Linked DNA regions of Mus musculus: all the other regions are linked to region 2. The links are chromatin contacts, called in public Hi-C and promoter capture Hi-C maps. All regions are on one chromosome and are shown on one strand. The core of a region is the stretch at or near the end of the contact, and the rest is flanking DNA. Distances in the headings are between cores, read along the strand shown.

Region 1 (3,320 bases), core at 165-2,664, 800 kb before region 2:
GATTAACCACAATGAAAGAGACTATAGCTACTGTGTGTGATATACCTGCAGACATGTTCAGGACCATATTAATCACAGGTATCTGAAATCTAAATCAAGGTCCTCTCAATTTTAGAAGAGTCAAATTACTAAATGAAAAACTGCTAGAGAAATCCAGTGTGAACTTGCTAGGCTGATATGGTTGCCTGGTGGGCGACTGTTAAAGCTGTAGAATACAATCACGGTAAAGGCGGCTGAGTTTCTTAGGACTTTTTATTTAAAAAACAATGAAGTGGACAAACATAAATTTAAGCACTAACCCCTATTAGAACAGCCATAATTAGGGGTTATAAAAACAAAACAACAACAAAAAAAAAAACCCACACCACTCAGTCACATTTTAGTTTCAGATTCTAAAAACGGTTTAGCTTAAATAACATGAAAAGTGCCCCCCAAATTAATTTCTCATCTGTAAAATCTGTATTAGTTAAGCATCCTGCACTTTACCTGATGACCCTACCTCCTGCACCTACCTTGACTTGGATTTGAACACAGCAAAGTGTCTGCCTCGCAGTCCTCACTAACCTCGACTGCTGTTAAAAACACAAAGAAAGGTGTCAGCTTACAGTAAGACGTCCGCAAAGTGAAAAATACTCGAAAGTAATGCCACAGAAAGCAACATTTTTTTTTAATTTAGAAAAGCGATGCCTACAAATGCCTAGGAAAAGCTTAAGGAGCAAGGGGTTCGGAAAAAAGGCGCGCGCGCGCGCGCGTGCAAGGGTGGGGTGGAGGGTGTTTCATGAACTTAGCACCAAAAGCCAAGGGGTCTGAACTAGCAAACTTCCCACTTTCGTTTCAAATAACAAAACAACAACAACAAAAAATCCATAGCTCCAGGGGCCCCACAGGCCCTCTAGGAATTAATGGCCTTGAAAGGCTAGGGAGGAGCATCCGACAAAGCAAAGCGCCTCCTCCTCTAACCTCGACTTCAGGGCCTTAGTATAATAGACCCCACACCCTGTGGCCCAGGGCGTTCAAGAAGCCAACAACTTAGGGCCACTAAAATTGGGGGTGAGCAGCACAAAGAGTCTGGGCAAGGAAGCAAGAAAAGCATTGGCTAATGCCCGCGGCGGGGAGCAGGGAGCGCTCTGGCCCCCATGGGTGGGCTGCGAAGGCCTTGTGCGGAGGGGGAAAGGCCTCCCGGGCCTTCGGAACCCATAGCCCGTGTGCAAACTCGGCCTCGCCCCAACCCCTCCCTTTCCAGAGTGTCGCAGGAAGCCCCACCGCATCCCTAAGCAACCAAAGAGCCATCCCCAAACTCACCCTCTGGCCACAGTTCTTTGCTCGGAGTATGGGCGACGCTGCACGGCCTCCACCGTCCCGAGAAAAGAGCGCGCGACCGCCGGAAACGAGCCGACGGAGCTCGGTACCTCCCGAGGGGGGGGGGGGTCAATTTTGGATTCCCGATTGGCTATGTGAACTGCCAGTCAAAGTTTATCTCCCGAGAAAGTCTCATTAGTCCGCCATTTCTTAACGTTTATTGGCTACCGACTGTCAAAGCCTTGGGTTCGTGTGAACGACAGATGGGGACAAAGAGCGAGGCTTCGTAGCTTATGCGCATGCACTAGAGGCGCCGAGCACAAGACGGAAAAGGAAGGGGGAGGGGGAGCCAGCAGTGGAAGGTAGGGGGTCGGAAGGAGAGGCTCACCCGGCCCTACGGAAGGACTGAAAACCTAGCGGTGGGAGGAGGAGAGAAGAGAACTTGTGCGAGAGGAAGATCGGAGCGAAAAGGGGGGAAAATGTGCACGTAGGCGTGTGCTGAGAATTTATGCACTGCGCCTGTGCAAAATTAAGACTAACAATGTCATTGTATTCTATGTGGTAGAGCTAGCCGTTTGCTACTGAAAAAAAAAAATGTGCCCCGCCATGTTTCTTTTTTTCCACACTTCCTCAAAGCGTCTACCCTGACACCCTATACAGTTTTAGTTTCCTTTCTCAGTGCTGGGTATGTTTGGGAAGTGTAACTGAAATGGACATGATTGTAGAAACAGGCAGGAGGGCAAACGATTTTGACACTTTAAGCTCAGTGATTACCCAGAACTGTGACTAGCACCATTTCCATAGTAACCAGAGAACCCGATAGGCCAAACAGACTAAGGTTCCCATCGCAGAGAGACTCAACAGGTTGGTCGGCGGTGCCTGAACCAGTATGTTGGAGGTCTTCACATCAGACCTACTCTTTATCCCATAGGAGGCCTATCAGGTAATAATAACCTTCGTTATTCCATAATGCCTAGCTCTCCCAGGCGGTTAACCAAGGATTACAAGGTTCAATAGATAGGCACCAGTAGTTAATCCTCAGTAATTAATTCATACTCCTGATGGCAGATTATCTCAATAGGCATTACCTATACCTTGTATGGGGATACAATGATATGGAACTGTGCTGTCTAATAAGCCTCTTACAATGTTGGGAAGGTTCTGTGGCACCATTCAATACAGTAGTAGAGACTAGCTATATTCTACCCAATCCACCCCGTTTGCGTGTGCGTGTGCATCAACATATGGCTACAACTTACTATAGTGGGTATATTTATCCCAATGGTTCCCAAATTCTTTGAGATAAGATAGCACATTATTATGAAAAAAGAAAATGGGGGGGATCAAGATCAGATAATGCCCTTCAGTATGAAGTTTCAGCCCTACTACTGATCTCCTATATCCACTATCCAATTATGACAGCTGTTTACTACGTATGACTGTCACAATCAAACAGAAATGATTAAGCCTTTAACTTCTGTACTCAGGAGGCTGAAAAAGGAGCCTCCTTGCCCAGAAGGCCACCCTGGACTACACAGTGAGTAGCAAGGTATCCAGTACCTAAGACTCTGTCTCAACACAAAACAATAACAACAAAATTACACATACATGTATATGTATACATGATTTAAAAGGTGAATACTTTCTAAACCATGACCCTTTCTGTTTTCAAAAAAGATTTAATGGGGACTGGAGAGATGGCTCAGCAGTAAAGAGTGCTGACTGTTCTTCCAGAGGACTAGGGTACCTACCCCAGCTCCCATTGGTGGCTGGCTGGGACTCCAGTTTCCAGGAGATCTGACGCCCTCTTCTGGCTTCTGATGGTAATACATGCATGTAGTCCACAGACACATGGACTGTTTTAATTATTTTATGTGTGTATTTTGTCTGCATGTATGTAAGTGCATGTAGTGCCTAAGGAGGACAGAAGACAATGGTGGATCCCTAGAACTGGAGTTACAGATAGCCACCATGCAAGTTTGGGAATCCAACCTAGGTCCAGTGCTCTTAACCTCTGAGCT
Region 2 (3,502 bases), core at 641-3,140:
TAGTCAGATGATTGAGATTAACAATAACAGGAATAGGGCAAATTAAAACCATATACTGCCTGACAGGAATCAATGAGAATACAGAAGCACGCCTGTGGTGTTTCTGCTAAAAAAACAAACAAACACAAAAAACCGTCTCAAATTTTATCATAACGTTAGATAAAAGCAAAAAGAAAGATACAAGTGCTTTGTAATCTTCAAGTATCAAAACAATGAAGGCTTTAAAAAACACAAAGCCCAAAGGTTCAAGGACTACTTTAGACTTGGGGACTATAAGAAGGGCGCAGCAGCTAATCATACCATGATTTTTGAACTAAATTCTTTGCTATCAAGGGTATTACTGAAACAACTGGCAACACTTGAACAGGGCTGAGGATGAGAAAGTAGTAACAAGACATTGCAACTTCTGTGATTATGATGGCTATGTCATGACGCTTACTGGAAATATATGGTAAAGTATTCAGGGATCATAACATCAACAACTTATTACCAATGATTCTATGAAAAAAATGGCATCTTTATGCTGTTCTTGCAACATTTCTATAACTACTATAACTACAGTGTTTTCAAGTTTTACAATAAAGTCTGGGCCTATAGCTCACTTGGCAAAGTACTTGTCTAGCATACACAAAGCCATGCGTTTGCTTTCCAGCACAGCATAAGCCAAATCAAGGAGGGTGGTTGTACTGGCTAGTTTTGTGTCAACTTGACACAGCTGGAGTTATCACAGAGTAAGGACCTTCAGTTGAGGAAATACCTCCATGAGATCCAACTGTAAGGCATTTTCTCAATTAGTGATCAAGGGGGAAAGGCCCCTTGTGGGTGGGACCATCCCTGGGCTGGTAGTCTTGGGTTCTATAAGAGAACAGGCTGAGCAAGCCAGGGGAAGGAAGCCAGTAAGGAACATCCCTCCATGGCTTCTACATCAGTCTTTGCCTCCCAAGTGCTGAAATGAAAGGTTCTCTGTGAGGTCCCAAGACAACAAAATATGTCTAGGTCAAAGATAAACTGGATGTGTTACTAGGCTGTGGGCTGTTTTTAAAGGCAGAAGTCTGTTTCATCCATTCCTCTTATTTGTAGTGCCTATATGACCCACCCACACACACACAAACGCCCAGTGAATTAGACAGCCTCACCTTTAAACACGCCTTTTATGAGTGGAGCTACTGCTGTATTAAAGACCTCTTCCTGTTCAGTAGAGGGGTCAAACACAAAATCGTAGGTAAATGATTTATCATTACCAACCACCACCTGCAAGAGGCAAGAGACAAGGATGGGGAAGGATTAAAAAAAAAATGCCTGACCACGCCCCTCGCTCCTTTCAGCCTCAGCTGTGGAGGAAGCCACTCCAGACTCGACTACCCACCTGAGGCTCTCCGGGCACAAAGGAAAGGCACGTCTGGCAGCCCTCCTTAATCTCTTTCGAGACGAGGGGGCGACAACGCAGTGCCACTCTTACGGGAATCCCCTTCACCTCTTCTTTCATGGTACCAGCTCAGCAGGTGTCCGTGCTGGGTGAAGCCGGCTCTCCCAGGAGCCCCCGGAGGCTGGCAGGAGTGGAAAGGCCCTTCTCAGGCGGTGGGAGAGCTCGGAACTCGCTGATGCACTCTCCCTCCCAGCGGGATCACGGTGTCCTGTCACTCTTGGCCACCGCCTAAAGGTTTGTCAGTCCCAATACTGCAGGGCGAAGCGGCGTCAGCAATAAGGAAACTCCAGCAGAGACAGCAACCGCGACCCCAAGCCCTAAAGTGCTCCAAAGCGCAGAATCGGAGCTAACGCGGTGCCCGGGTAACTCACCAAACTAAACGTCCCTCTCACCGACCTTCCCTGGCGCCCTGTTCCAACCGGAGCTTTAACCGCCAAGTTTCAAATTGATCCCAGAGGCGCCAGCCAATCGGAGCGCGTACAGCCTGTGAGAAGCAGACGAACTTGAGCACGCACACCGTGACGCGCAAGGAGGCTGGAGCTCTGGCTCGCCCAAAGAGAGCTCCGCCCCGGCAGGGTGGTAGGAGCATCCGCTTCCGGTTCCGACGCCGAATTGGCTGTCGCTGACCGAGGCCTTCTTACCGGTGAGGTGGCCCTGAGTTAAGTGGTCGCGAGCGCGGGATTCGGGCGGGTTGCAGGACCTGGATCTAGAAGGTAGCCCGTGTAGACGGAACCCGTCTGTGGACACCACGTTTACTAAGCACCTCTAGAGATTGTGTCTGGCCCCAATCCCTATGGGATAGTTAAGAGTTGGCACTCCCTTGCTGTTTTAAAGTAGATCTTTGTAGATGTGTAGATTCTCTTTTCCTAGGTTGGAAGTGGTGACACCTATTGTTTTTTGTAGAATTGTGAGAAATGCAAACATGCCATTAGAGTGCTTAAAAAATTAATTTTTTTGTCTTTTGTTTTTGTTATTTTGTTTTGTAGCCTGCCTCTCCTCCCTACCCCCCCTCCCCAATCTTAACACCTACTTGTGGGCTAGTCCCATAAAGGAATGGCCCTCGGCTGGAAGGCTTTCTGGAACTTAGAGTGCTTGGTCCTTTTTAAAATCATTTTCGTTTCCTTTGATTCGTCCTTTTCAGGGCTTTGCCTGAAATGGACAACCGGATTCCCTATGATGACTACCCTGTGGTTTTCCTGCCGGCCTATGAAAACCCTCCAGCGTGGATTCCTCCTCATGAGGTGGGCGCCATCTGCATTCCTGAATAATCATGAGATCTATGAAAGAAAAAGTAGCAGGGCTAGGAAACTCAGTGGAGAGTGGATCTTAGGTGAATTCTGAGCAACAGTGACCCACTGGTGACTTCTTGCAGAATCACCATGCCAGAACCCTTCACACTGGTGAATTCTGAAAATTCAGAGCCTTAATTTCCATCCTGTCAATAAGAAAGGACTAGGGATCTATAGGGCCACTAACATGTCCCGAGACTAAACAGCCACTCCTCTGGACTGTTTTATCTGTGCTTTGTAAACTGAGTCAATGGCTTTACCAATTCCTGACATATATCTGGTTTATTGGTATTCTAAAAGAAGGTAGATGTAACACATCTAAGACTGGGAATAAGATTTCGGGGATTGCTGTATCTTGCAGAGAGTGTACCACCCAGACTACAACAATGAGTTGACCCAGTTTCTGCCCCGAATTGTTACACTGAAGAAGCCTCCTGGTGCTCAGGTAAACTTATAGGGGCTCTTATTCCAGTAACGTTTGGTCCATGCCAGAAATTGGCCATGGTTGGGGTGTGGATGTGGATTGGGAGGTAGGTGACCAGAAAAGCAGAGGTGGCACTTCTACAGCATCTCCTTTTCTTCTGAGTACATAGATGTCCCTGTTCTTATGTCTCTGCTGAGTCTGCATCCTGTGTCCTTTTGTCTTTCAGTTGGGATTTAACATCCGAGGAGGAAAGGCCTCGCAGCTAGGCATCTTCATCTCCAAGGTCTGTGTGAATGTGTGTGTATGATAGGCTGTATGGCTAGCTACTTTGTTATCATATTAAAGTGCACTGGTGGCCCAGCA
Region 3 (3,262 bases), core at 276-2,775, 710 kb before region 2:
CTTCTACATCTTCAGTGTCACTCAGCCCTGGTTGTCTTTGACCATCAGAGCAGGTACCGTGGGTAAATTAACAAAGGCAAGGCAGTGAGTGGAGAAACGCTTTATAATAAAGAGGAGAAACTGGAAGCAGTTGATAGCATTAGGCAAGGGTACACGTCTCCTAGTAGAATATTCCAGTTGCCAGGGGGATTATACCACAGCCCAGCATCCCGGCAGAGGATCACACAGCCTATCAGCGCAATGGGAAAAGTCTAAATTTCCACCATTCGTGTGCTGATTCTTGAAATGGTCAAAATCGGAAACAAAAGCCAAGGAGGATTTGTGTCTGCACTGACCCTTTACCCCAGCATGGGCAAAACACATGTTGCCTCTTTCCTGTTCCTTGGCTATTCCATGCAGAAGGTAGAGGGTCGAGCCTGGACAATGCAAATGAACGGTGGGTGGGATTCAGCCAGGGGACCTCTACAGGGAGAACTAGAGATGGAAGATAAAAACTCAGCCCCCTCCTAACCACCACACCTCAGTGTATGTGGTTCGGAAATCTCCATTCTTTGATGCAATACTCAGGCTTATGGGTGTTTACTGCACACAGAGCCTATGAAACCCTAGGCTACACTGCTACTTTCAGGCAGCTTTACCTGTGGGATAAGAAACTTGGCGGAGAAGTGATGTCTGAGCATGAAGAAGCAAAACGAGACTACAGGAAGCAGCCTAAAGGAGACAAGTGTAGCCAGCTCCCTTTACACAGCTTCTGGCTTCATTTAACCCAGTCGGGGAAAACATGCTGTAAGGGCACGCAGGAGCATGGATGACATAGGGCCCCTGGCTCAGGTAGACATCCATCCTTTCATCTGAATCCAGCAGCTTCTTCGCTCTGCCTGGGCTCTCTGTTTTCTCCATTATCTACCGAAGGCTGGATTCCTCTTTAGGATTACAATCTTTGTTAAGGTTGTCCTATATGATTGACACGTATGTCCCCAGAGACCTACAGAATGATCCGAAAGCCTCCACCTAACTCCACCTTTCCAGGCTCCTCCCTCAGAGTGGCTGGCAGCTGGAGCAAAGGCAGCCCCCTGTGATCTGGGGCTGAAGTGGAAGCCGAGGCAGTCCCCCTCCCAATCATTTTTCCTTCCCCGGCCTCCAACAAGTAAGACAGAAACCTCAAAGGACAGTGAGGGGTTAAGCTCCTTATATGGAAATGAGACTCCTTCCTGTGCGGAAATAAGTGTTTTAGCTTCAAGTACACACACACACACACACACACATAGGCACACACACACACATAGGCACACACACACACACACACACATACAGGCACACGCACACACACACGCACGCGCGCACGCTGGCGGCGGCGGCGGGGGGCGGGGCGGAGAAGGGGGGCGCGCGGGCGCGCGCGCGCCTTCAGATAAAATTCCCGAAGCTCCTTCTCTTTGGCGGGGGCGGAGGGTGGCGGGCAGCAGGGGCGGGGCCGGGAAAGGCCACTTTGCGCAGCGCAGACAGAGGGATGAGTCATCAAAAAGACTCGGGGAAAGGAAGCGGAACTAGTCATCAGAGCCGGGAAAAGAGGTAGCCAGTCATTAGACAGGGATGGTGTCAATCATACTTTCTCCACCAATGATCTGAGAGTCTCTCAGGCCTCGCAGACCGGAAAAGGGGTCTTGGGAGGCGGTCTAAAGCTGCTGAGATCCGAAAAGCTTGGGCGCTGGCGGCGGCCAAGGCTACGGACGCGCGCAGGGCCCCCTGGCAGGAAGATGGCGTTTGCCGTCAAGGTCACATGGCCACTTTTGAGCACTAAAACGAAAGACTAGCTAAGAAAGAGTAGGGACGGCCATCATGGGGCCGGATTTTCAGAAAGCTGTCAGGATTCCAAGTTGTTTTTTTTCCAGTTCGCAAGCACATTTGTCTTAGTTATCAGCCATATTCTAAACACATCGTACAGCTCTGGGAAAGGGCGGGGTCTTCCCTGGGCTTTTTTCCCCCTCTGCAAGCCTGAAAAGGGGTGGACGAAGCCTGGGCTAGAGTGGTTGGAGGAACTACAGGAGGGCAGCACTTGACAAAATAAAAGCACCCACCCGGGTCTTGACAGGCTTGGGAGACCAGGAAGGGAGGCCGATTCTGCCCACCACCTTTTTTTTTTTGGTTTTTCGAGACAATGTTTCTCCGTGTAGCCCTGGCTGTCCTGGAACTCACTCTGTAGACCAGGCTGGCCTCGAACTCAGAAATTCTCCTGCCTCTGCCTCCCAAGTGCTGGGATCAAAGGCGTGCGCCACCACACCCTGCTCACTGCCCACCACTCTTAATCCCTAAAGGTCCATGCCAGGCTTAGCTCCAGGTAGTGAGTGAGGTCCAATGCCTGAGCCCTCTCTAGTTTGGAAAAGTTGATTTGATTAAGTTCCTTGAATAGGTTCAATGTAAATTCAGGATCAGAAATCTTAAAACTTTACAATTTACAAGATAAAATATGTCAATCTGTGTAAAATGTGTTGTTGTTTATGAGGTGACCCACAAACATTACTTGGGAAGTTTTCTTGTTCCCTTGCCAAGCTTGGTAGCCCATACCTTTAATCTCGGCACTCAGGAAGCTGAGGCAGGAGGATCTTGGTGAGTTTGAGGCTAGTCTGGTCCACATATTTCCAGGAAACCCTGGGCAATATGGAGATACCCTATCTCAAAAGGGAAGGGGGGGTCTTTTTGAGCTGCGCCTGCGTACGCCTTTAATCCCAGTACTGAGGGGTGGGGGCAGAAGCAGGTGGATCTCTTGAGTTCCAAGCCAGCATGGTCTACAGAGGGTTCTAGGACAGCTAGGGCTACACAGAGAAAGCCTGTCTTGAAAAACCAAAAGAAACATTTTTTGAGACATGGTTTTCTTTATTGCACAGCTCTCAATGTCCTGGAATTCACTTTGTAAACCAGGTTGGCCTCTCACAGAGAGCAGCCTGTCTCAGCCTCCTGAGTGATGGGATTTAAGGTATGTGCCACCACACCAGGCTTGAAAAGTATCTTAACTGAAAGATAAAAAGGGACTTGTCCACATCTTGGCGAGTATGGTTAAAGGGCCTTTACTCATGGACCCCCGTTTTGTGGGAACCAGGGAAGAGTTGGAGCCTATGCAAATAAAAAAGCAGCTTTCTAGGAATCAAAACACCGTAAAGATGGCTCTCTCTCTCTCTCTTTTTTGTTCTTTCTGCTATTTTCATTTCCCTCTGCAATTATGTACCCTCTCCATCAATAATCTCATCAATATCTGCAGTCCTTAACC
Region 4 (3,285 bases), core at 126-2,625, 600 kb before region 2:
TGACATCCTCTTTTGGCCTCCTAAGGCACTTCATGCACTTGGTGCATGGACACACCCGCAGGCAAAATATGCAGACACATCAAAAATACTTATTTAAAAGTTAAAATGATAATAAATAATTTACAAAATGAAGGGATATATATAAATTAGTTTTAAAAAATGTATGTTTAGCCGGGCGTGGTGACGCACACCTTTAATCCCAGCACTCGGGAGGCAGAGGCAGGTGGATTTCTGAGTTCAAGGCCAACCTGGTCTACAGAGTGAGTTCCAGGACAGCCAGGGCTACACAGAGAAACCCTGTCTTGAACTCCCCCCCCCCAAAATGTATGTTTAAGGACTACAGATATAGCTGATTTTGTAGAGCCTGGATTTGATCCATAGCACTGCACAAAACAGCATTTGGGAGAGACAGGCCGAAGGGTCCGATTTCAAGGTCATTCTCTGCTATAAAGCAAGTTTGAAAGCAGCCTGGGGTTCATGAGACAGTGTCTCAAAACTACATAAGAACCACAAAAATTCCTAGCTGGCCATGGTGACACTGAAACCCAGAGGGCTTGGCAGGAGCACTGCCACAAGTTCAAGGGAAGCCTGGACAGTTAGGATAAATGTAAGACTTTGTCTTAGTATGTACATAACATGTGCAAATACATTTTACACGTATGTAAATATGTTCTTCTGTAGATGTTCTCATGCAGACACATACTTTCATGAGAGGTTGCAAACAAGCTCACAGCATAGCCAAGTGCGGGTTCTGCAGCATATAGACAGAAGTTATGAAGTAAAGATCCTGAAATTTGTTAAGAAATGAATATGCCTGGAATTAGTTGTTATGTAGCAACATGTGGGGCATGAAGATACACCCACTATTCCTGAAAAGTGAGAACATGAAATCTTTATTGTTTACGCAATTCGTGTTTACTGATTCCCGGGCACCACAATGTATTGCTTACACTTGCGTGTAGCTTGAATTGAAACTATCAGTGGCACAAGTAGTAAGCCTGCAGTCTACGTTTTTTCTATTATTGTTGGAACCCCACCTTCCAGAAACCATTCTATTTTCAGGGAAAATCCGGACTTAAGGACCTGGGGTTTCGGCCTATCACCTTAGGATAATAGCTTGTGGGGCAGTGCCCACTGCTTGATTGATGCACGGGGTGAGCCAATTTCTTGGGTTGAGGGACACAGATTGGAGGAGCATGCGTGTGGTGCTTCTCAAACTACTGGGGCAGTGAGTATTGGAGATGCAGGTTCCGGGGCTGCTACCAGTACCACCCGGAAGTCTGAATGACGCTTGCATTATAGAGTACCAGCCCTAGTCTGCATGGCAACTATTCAGAGTGAAGGGCCCGAGGCTCGGGCGGTGTGTGCGTGCGCGCATGCGTGCGCGCGTGCGCGCCGCCGTCGTCTGGGGGTTGGCTGGTTATTTTGCAAGCGGGAGGGGCTGTGCGCGCTCTTGCCTCAGGCCTCTGTCCCCCACCCCCTTCGCCGGTACCGGGCTCTTCTTCGGAAAGATGTCGGACACCGCAGTGGCTGACACTAGGCGCCTTAACTCGAAGCCCCAAGACCTGACCGACGCTTACGGGCCGCCCAGTAACTTCCTGGAGATAGACATCTTTAATCCACAGACGGTGGGCGTGGGCCGCGCGCGCTTCACCACCTATGAGGTTCGCATGCGGGTGAGTCACGGGGTGAGGGAGACAGCTGAGGGAGGACGGAGCAGGAGGGGAGGGGGCATGGGGACGACTAACGGCGGGCCGCCTTGGAGGGGTCATGTGAGGGTTAGGGCTTGGAAGGTTTGGAGAGGAGGCTGCAGACTCAGCTGTGGCCCGAGGGTACAGAAAAGTCCAGAGGGGACTTGGGGCGGGGATGAAGGAAAACAAGTACTTACAAGGAAGAAGTGAGGCATGGCTGGACAGGGTGTGGACGATGGACAAAGATTAGTGAGGAATCCAAGTAGACTAGAACATGATTGACAGGACGGGAGGGGAGGATGGAAGAAGGCTGGGGGATGGAAAGCCAAGGCGATGTATCGCTGGGTTCTATAACTAAACTAGGTTATGGGAAGCCATTCTAAAGGGGGGAGGGCAGGAGGGCTCAGCTTCTTCCTAATAAGATCTCTCTGGGATGATGGAGTTAAGCAAAACCTTTAGTTCAAGGCAAGAGTGAGTGAAGGAAAGGGAGACAGTGGGCTTATGGGAGCAGTAGAAAAGCAATTTGCAGACAGAATGCTTTGCTGACTTGTGTAAGATTGACATCTGCAAGAGAGAACTGTTTTATGCTTAAGTTTCTTAGGTACCACAATGTCATGTCTCACGTGAAACCCGGCCCTGCACCGGGATTGGGGATTGTCAGCTGCTGCTCCCATCCTCTGCTAAGCCTTTAGATGTGAAGTATCCACAATGGTGACTTCAGGTTTTATTGGCGTTCACTTAGGGTTTATGGGAAAGGCAGCATTTGCCTTGTCTTCCCCTAATCTGTAGTTACTTTAATACATGACATTTCAGAAGGGCTCCAGGAATGGCTTCTTCTAGTCTGCACCCCAGGGGACTTTATTCTCTTACTCCACAGTGCTTAGTCCACAGTGCAAGATATAGTACATGGTTCACAGGTATTTTTTTTTTTTTTGCCCAGTTGAAATGGTACAGATTAAAAAAATTTAAGAACCATTTTTTCTTTTTTACTTGTGTTTTCTTCTCAGGTTAGAGATGCAGGATATTCTTTTCGAACAGTATCTCTTTTGAATAGCTTTGAAGATCTATGAGTCATATGAAGTTCTCATTTTTTTAAAAAGATGAATTGAATTAAGAATGTTTGTTCTACCTGTGCCTGACAATCTTATGGAGCAATGGCACCCTCTCAATTGAGAGGGGGCAGAAAGCCATCACAGCATGAAGCACAACTGTTTTTATGGAGGCTAGACTATTTGAAATGTTCTCTTTGGAGAAGGATGGGATTTATCTTCTTCAAACTGATAGAAGAGAGGTGATCATGGAGGAAGGCTTGACTACTCAAGGGACCCTAAGTCTAACTTGTTCAGTGTAAAGAGTGCCTTTAGGGTCTGTTCACCTTGTCTAGGTGCATAAGAACCTTAGGGATTAGTAAGGAAATAGTTCTCTAGGAATTCTGATAACAGAGACCATCCAACTAGTCCCTACTATGGGCCAAGCCCAAACTAGGTTTTAGTTTCTTTAAAAAAAATTTTTTTTTGATACCAAGTTTCTCTGTGTAGCCCTGGCTGTCCTGGAACTTGCTTTGTAGATCAGGCTGGCCTCAAACTCAGAGATC

The links. Promoter capture Hi-C pulls out the DNA fragments that hold promoters and counts their contacts. A called contact is a pair of places that touch in the nucleus more often than the background predicts.
Region 1: a promoter capture Hi-C map of erythroid cells shows a contact between it and region 2, with 73 times the contacts expected there. The contact joins the promoter of Nono here to the promoter of Kif4 in region 2. A contact is called at or near these places in 2 of 39 promoter capture datasets (erythroid cells and pre-B cells), 1 of 484 Hi-C or Micro-C datasets (CD8 T cells), 4 of 115 datasets of contacts at active chromatin or transcription factors (astrocytes, extraembryonic endoderm stem cells, microglia and 1 more) and 2 of 9 other capture datasets (adipose tissue and liver).
Region 3: a contact with region 2 is called in a Hi-C map of CD8 T cells, with 4 times the contacts expected there. The contact joins the enhancer-like site here to the promoter of Kif4 in region 2. A contact is called at or near these places in 1 of 39 promoter capture datasets (cranial neural crest), 2 of 484 Hi-C or Micro-C datasets (CD8 T cells and muscle stem cells), 4 of 115 datasets of contacts at active chromatin or transcription factors (astrocytes, microglia, neural progenitor cells and 1 more) and 2 of 9 other capture datasets (adipose tissue and liver).
Region 4: a contact with region 2 is called in a promoter capture Hi-C map of erythroid cells, with 17 times the contacts expected there. The contact joins the promoter of Snx12 here to the promoter of Kif4 in region 2. A contact is called at or near these places in 1 of 39 promoter capture datasets (erythroid cells), 1 of 484 Hi-C or Micro-C datasets (LSK cells), 1 of 115 datasets of contacts at active chromatin or transcription factors (astrocytes) and 1 of 9 other capture datasets (adipose tissue).

Annotation. Positions count from the first base shown.
Region 1 is chrX:101,427,745-101,431,064 of GRCm38.p6, reverse strand. It overlaps Nono (non-POU-domain-containing, octamer binding protein), which reads right to left and starts at 1,414. Exons shown (of 12, transcript NM_023144.2): 1 at 1,303-1,414; 2 at 513-572.
Region 2 is chrX:100,624,453-100,627,954 of GRCm38.p6, reverse strand. Kif4 (kinesin family member 4) reads right to left here and starts at 1,890. Exons shown (of 30, transcript NM_008446.2): 1 at 1,367-1,890; 2 at 1,137-1,251. The coding sequence starts at 1,486. It overlaps Pdzd11 (PDZ domain containing 11), which reads left to right and starts at 2,014. Exons shown (of 7, transcript NM_001356384.1): 1 at 2,014-2,069; 2 at 2,568-2,667; 3 at 3,077-3,160; 4 at 3,366-3,422. The coding sequence starts at 2,581.
Region 3 is chrX:101,330,949-101,334,210 of GRCm38.p6, reverse strand. No RefSeq gene overlaps it. Among named protein-coding and RNA genes, the nearest start is that of Gm31385, 5.5 kb to the left of the region's middle. Within about 2 kb of position 1,525, at least 396 of the 459 cell types and tissues checked have an H3K27ac peak or open chromatin away from gene starts, as enhancers often do. A contact at or near this core is called in CD8 T cells, adipose tissue, liver and 4 more, where this site is marked.
Region 4 is chrX:101,220,653-101,223,937 of GRCm38.p6, reverse strand. Snx12 (sorting nexin 12) reads left to right here and starts at 1,375. Exons shown (of 5, transcript NM_018875.2): 1 at 1,375-1,676. The coding sequence starts at 1,512.